2 separate regions of the Zea mays genome follow, and region 1 is linked to region 2. The links are chromatin contacts, called in public Hi-C maps. All regions are on one chromosome and are shown on one strand. The core of a region is the stretch at or near the end of the contact, and the rest is flanking DNA. Distances in the headings are between cores, read along the strand shown. Region 1 holds the start of LOC100274848. Region 2 has its middle 40 kb from the start of LOC103636171.

What was found. A called contact is a pair of places that touch in the nucleus more often than the background predicts.
Region 1: a Hi-C map of leaf shows a contact between it and region 2, with 4 times the contacts expected there. The contact joins the promoter of LOC100274848 here to the enhancer-like site in region 2. A contact is called at or near these places in 4 of 25 Hi-C or Micro-C datasets (ear, endosperm, leaf and 1 more).

What each region holds. Positions count from the first base shown.
Region 1 is chr8:154,705,565-154,708,621 of Zm-B73-REFERENCE-NAM-5.0, reverse strand. It overlaps LOC100274848, which reads left to right and starts at 1,373. Exons shown (of 1, transcript NM_001374279.1): 1 at 1,373-2,187. The coding sequence starts at 1,445. The coding sequence ends at 1,948.
Region 2 is chr8:154,556,598-154,559,679 of Zm-B73-REFERENCE-NAM-5.0, reverse strand. No RefSeq gene overlaps it. Among protein-coding and RNA genes, the nearest start is that of LOC103636171, 40 kb to the right of the region's middle. Within about 2 kb of position 1,644, at least 9 of the 20 cell types and tissues checked have an H3K27ac peak or open chromatin away from gene starts, as enhancers often do. A contact at or near this core is called in leaf, where this site is marked.

The sequences.
Region 1 (3,057 bases), core at 124-2,623, 150 kb before region 2:
TGCGAACAATAAGAGAGAGTATATTGTAAGAAACATAGACACTAGAGGAAACTTGAAGAAAAGCAAACAAAGTGATGAATAAAGGAGTGATGGATTGCTTCATGTGTTACTAACAATATCGAGGAGGGAGGTAATGTTGATGAGATGGTGTCAAGATGAGGGGAACTACATAACTACAAGAGGAAATGAGAGAACTCGGATCAAAATAGTGGCGGAATTGGCCTCGTGAACGGCAACAAGATTTGTGATACTGACCTCGACACCACGTTAGGGTTACAATGACGTCCTTGTGACGTAATATCTCGATATTATAACCTGTAACATTGAGCCATGCAATCTTGACGTGATAGGTCATAATACCGATCCTCAAAGTACAAATACAATAATAGTTAAAACAATGTAAACTTAATATTTTGAAGGAAAAAAAATAAAAAAAATCAGACGAGCCCACTACTCTTCGAGCTAGGAGTGGTAATAGATCATAATTTAAATGCTTTTTCACAAAATAGTAGAGTACTAAATAAATTCTAGTTTAAAAAATAAATAGAAATATAACTTGATTTTAACCTTACCTAATCATTAAATTTTATAGCGTAAAATTTAAAGCCAATGTCACGCCCTGTTCTCAGCTTATCCCCGGCGGCGCACGCGCGCACTACTCCCGGTCGTGTGCACGCACAACTCCGAAGTCCGAACCAGGCTTCATGCACGTAGCCAAAGTGGGGCGACGTGCAGGCAATTGCCTCGGTAAACGCGAGCCGCCCTGTACTTTCCGCCGACTGGCCCCATGCACGCCTTCCACTGATCGCCATCATCATCATTGCACAGATGGTTTAAGCGAAAACAGAACCGATTGCAGTACTAGTATTGTATAAAAACACAGCGCCGAACGCTGTTGCCGCAACACCCTTCCCAAAGGAATTCAGGAGTGTTCGTCTGCTGGGTGTTTGTGGTAGGGCCAAGTTCAAGCGGAAAGCCTCATGACAGGGAGCATGTTTGCCGGAAGCATCCTCCTGACACAACTTTTACCGGCCGGTTCGTCCAAAAGCGGGTCGCCGGACCTCAACCTCAGCGTTCGTGTTCCGATCGAAAATGGCGAATGCTTCTTTTACTATCTGCAAGTCAAATCATCATTCGTTCGAGACTAGCAGTCTAGCGCTAGCTCTATTTATAAGGGGATTAAGGGTGCTGTTAGCTTCGCATTACACAGATCCTCTGCACTCCACCCACACAAATCCAAGGCCCTAGTCTCCTACACGCTGATAGACAGGCAAACCACCTATCCTCTCCCCTCCCCGCAATGATTTCTTCCCCTTCCTAGCCGATACTTTACACTCACACCCTGTATTCTTTTTTTTATAAAAAAATTTCTTTTCCTTGTAGAAGCTAGAACACACAGTCCTAAGCTTCTGTAGAGACACAGCCGAACAGAGCAGCAGCAGAAATGGAGCTCGCCGTGGCGCAGGTGCAGCCGCGGTACATCGTCTTGGACCTCTCCGGCGGGGGCCTCCGACGACGCCTCGGTCCACCACCCCCGGCAGCCGGCGTTCCGCCTGACGCCCCGGCCATGGCGGCCCTGGAGGCGCATCACCGGACACGGCGATCTGGCGCCGAAGACGACCTCGCAACGAGCCGGCCAATGATCCAGTCAGGCGCGGTGATGGCCCGGAGCGTTCATGCGGAAACCACCGGCGCTGACGCAGACGCCGTGTCTGGCGCAGGCACGTCTGGTTCGGAGGCGGCAGAGGAGGAGTCCGGAGACGAGGCGGATAGCTTCGACGCGTCCTTCTGCCAAGAGGGCTTTGCGAGAAAGATCGAGGCGCTGGCTGAGCTGGTAGGTATGGACGGCGCCTGCGAACCTGTGGCTGTGCTGAGCGAAGTTGTTAGGGTGCTCCGGTCGATCGATACACACAGACACAGTGAGTACATCCCGTGTGCGAGCGACTAGGGGCCATCTGATGTAATCTTTGTTTTGTAATTTTGCTTTCCGAGACGGAGTGCGCGCGCTAAAGCTGCATAATGTTTTCCGTTTCTTAGTTTTTACTGAAGAGTAAGCATCGTTCCCTCCCCGTCAAATAAAGACACGGGAAAACACTGAGGGCCTGTTTGACACTAAGATTTATTTACAGTCCCAATTAGGAGTGGTAATGGATCGCGATCTAAATATTTCTTCACAATTTGTTAGGATCTTATATGGCTCGATCCTAATTCGATCTTATCCTTACATTGTATAATGTAAAATTTAGAGTCTATTGTCACCTCTAGTTCCAATACGGTACAATGATATTTGAGAATATTGTAGTATTGTTTTGTTGAACTTTATAAAAGACATTTTTAAGTACATCAATATAGCCAATCAAGGGCGTAACTCGATCCTATCTGGTTGTGGCACCCGACCACAATCATATTTATTAGGGCAGAGCATCGACACGAAAACCAACACATTATGCCCCACAAACCTAATCGCTACATTCCCTTGGTCCCGGTCACCTTTAGTGCCCTCAGTGACCGGATTCATCCTTCCTATAGCGTCGATTGAGCCCAATGCATCCCCTATACCGGCCAAACGATGCCCTACCACCTAAACCTAATGTGCAGGGTGATCAAAGATGATAAGATGACGACGCTCCTACACCGACCCAACGACTAATGTCTCTCTCAACCTTGGCCCTGAAGGTATGATTCCTAGAACCTCCTTTCTCCTACCAAAGAGTACATCTAGTTAAAACACCTCTATTATCGAGTTTTGGATGGACATAAGGGGACCCAATTAGATCCTAATTAAGAACCTAGAAACCTATCAATGGTATCAGAGTCATATGAAGATCCCTAGTGATCATAATCCATAAGAACAGAAGAGAAGAAAGAATAGTCCAATTCAGAGAGGTCAGATTGATGGGATTTGGACCCTAACGCTAATCGCGACTTCAAACCACACTAGAACGGGAAAAAATAAAGGGAGAAAGGTAGGGGTGTAATCGGATCGAATACAGACGGATATCAATGAAATCATATTTGTTTTCATATTTTTAGTCGGATTCGAATTCGAATACGGAT
Region 2 (3,082 bases), core at 395-2,894:
ATGGCTCAAGAGGGAGGGGAAACTGTTAGCAATCGGTCCAATGTCCAGCAATTCATCTAGCCAAAAACAGGTGGTCATCCCATCACCAACCTTGATAGAGGTGATTGCCCCTGTACAGAGGGAAGAGCTTCTTGATTGTGTTTGAGTGGTCGCCGGCAGGCGCCACTCCGATGTTATTCTGAACCTAGGCAATCTAGGATGAACGTGTCGGCTAGTGGATGAGTTTCAGAAGCAGACATGAGTTTTGGATGTCGACGTTCTCGATCGGTCTTGCCCGATGTGGATGGGGACAAGGATGCTCTTATCATAGTTGATGCACAGTCTGGTTGCTTCAGCGAAGGTGTCAAGGATCAAGGATGTGCCTGAGACATGCATGTGACGCCGGGGAGGGAGGCCTCTGTCACGATGACTGTGTCCTCCACATATTGGATTATAGGGGCAGTTTCATCGGTGGCTAGTTAGGGTTTACAGTTTCGGACAGAAATTTCCGAAATTTCCTTGATTTCGGTGAGGTTCAAAAAATACATGTTTTCGAAAGTAGCATTTTTAATATAAATTATATCATTTTTTGTTTAAAAAAATTAAATCTATTTGATTTTTGAACTAGAATTTCGGAAATTTCCTGTTTTTCGCTGGGTCCGTCCTTTTCTGAAACTGTAAATCCTATGGCTAGTAGAGGATGTCGGGCCCCTCCATGCATCCATCATGATCATGGCTTGAAGAGCGTCAGCTACTAGCAAGAAAGGGCAAGGTGAAATGGGGTCGCCTTGTCTTAGGCCATTTTTTGCATTTGAACCAGGGGCCGGGGAGTGCTCGTGCGGCCATGGTCTTGTGGAGTGCTTCCTAATTGACAGTGTCGAAGGCTTTTGCAAAATCTGAGTTTGATCACCACTGCAGATGCCCTCCTTTTGTGACAGGCCTGTGTACCGGTTCTAGGGCATCGATGAAGCTTTCTGAGATCGACCTCCCCCGGATGAAACCCGTTTGGTTCGTGTCAATTATGTTGTCGATGATCTGATGTTGGAGGCGGGTTGTGAGCATTTTGCTTAGGATCTTGATACTACAGTTTTGAAACGAGATTGGTCGAAAGTATGAAGGAGAGGAGGCATTATCTTTTTTTTGGATTGGGGGTGATATATGAGCGGTTGATTCTTTCCAGGTCTGCCGCAACCTAATGGAAAGCATTTGCTAAGAAGTTTATTCATCATCAAACTCATATTCAAACTTCACTCTATTAACAGTACAGTCTATAATGCAAAATACTCCTTTCGTTTCATTTTAGTTGTCGCTGGATAGTGCAAAATTGAACTATCTAGCGACAACTAAAAAGAAACGGAGGGAGTAATGTTTTTGGTGACTACATAAAAGAACTAATGGACACTAAACGCATGAGCGTGGGGGCAGCATGACCCTAAACCACTAAGGAGCTTAGAGCCTATTACGTTGAGACAACGTAGACGGAATTGACGTGCTTATACCTAACTAAATTTAATTGCCTATTTGCCTTTCTCTCTTTGCTTTCTTCCCAGCCAAACGACGTCCAATATAGTACTGTATTTGCTTTTTCCTGGAAAGGAACTTCGTACGCGTAGGCATAAAAATATCAGGCAATATAATATACGTGAAGCTCGTGGACACGGATCGGCCAAGTAATCTCCCTGCATTTTCTGCAATCAAAAATCCATCAAGCGCTAGTGAATTGATTCTTGGCAACATCAGCCACCGCACATGTAAAAAGCCTGAACTAACGTTACATCACGAGACCATTATTTCTCTCCGATTCTACACGCTCGTTGGCACACAACGCACAGCTGACCTTTCTTTGGAGATGGGATTTGGGGATAAACAAGTGATGGAACTCGAGGGACGACGCCGCTGTCTTGGCACACACAAATAAAAAGGAGGAAATTTGCAGTTGCGGCCAGGTTGTTATCGTGATCGACCTCTGGCTGACGAATAGGGGCACGCATTTGACTAGCGCCAAAAACCTCCGGTCGTCGTAGACTCCATGATTGGAATTGGATATGGGCATTAGCGTTAACTTCTTTTATTCAAAGATGGTTGGATCAGTATTGAATAACCTGTTCCATTGATGAAAAATACTCCATGTTGGACATCAGTTTGGTGCATGGGAAGACAGTGGTAAAAAGCATGTGAGGTCGAAGAGCGCTTCTCTTCTGAATTTCGTCGCCAATGTTGCGACAGCTTGTTTACCGTTCAGAAATACTATTATTAGGCCCGTCCGTTGTTTTGGGCCAAAATCTTTCTGTTTCCACGAGAGATTTTTCATTTTTAATTCTAGTTAAAACTGTTTCTAAAAATAATGTGAGATTTTTCACAAAATAACATGCTTGTCCAAGCATCCCGTCTAGCGTGGCACGAGATACAAGTCCGGTGTATATCCTTCCTCTCTTTTTCCTTCCTCATTTATTCTTCCTCCCAACCTGTGCTACCGACTTTGTCTTTCCCGACTAAGTACAAAGTAATGGCCGCCCTCTTATTTCTATGATGTTTTTTCAAGATTCACTTTATTGCTAGGGGTTGAAGAAAAAGTATATCTATTTAGAGATGTAAAGGATTTTAGACAGATTGCATATGTTATAAAATTTTAGTTGAATGCAATTGCATGTGCTCTAGGTAGGGACGAAAACGGTTTCGGAATTTTTCGGAATTCCGGAAACCGATTTCGAAATTTTTCGATCACCGGTAACGGTATTTTTCGAAAACGGAATCGATTTTCGGAATTTTCTATCGGAATCGGTATCGGAATCGGCGTGATGTTTTACCGACCGTTTCCATCGGTTACCGGTTTTTGTCGGAAATTACCGGATTTGTGTCTCGAAAATTTCCGGAATTGTGTCTCGGAATTTTTTCGGAATTTTTTTCGAAATTTTCCAGCATGTGATTTTTTCGCATCGCCTGTACATCTCTAGATAAGGATTACTTATTTTTATACTTTTTGGACGCTTTAAGATTTTTTTGGGGTTAGATGGTATTGGAAGGCAGTTGAGATTAACGATTTGGTCTCTCAAACGAATCCACCATTTTCTATGCACATGTTATGTATTAGTAATATATAATG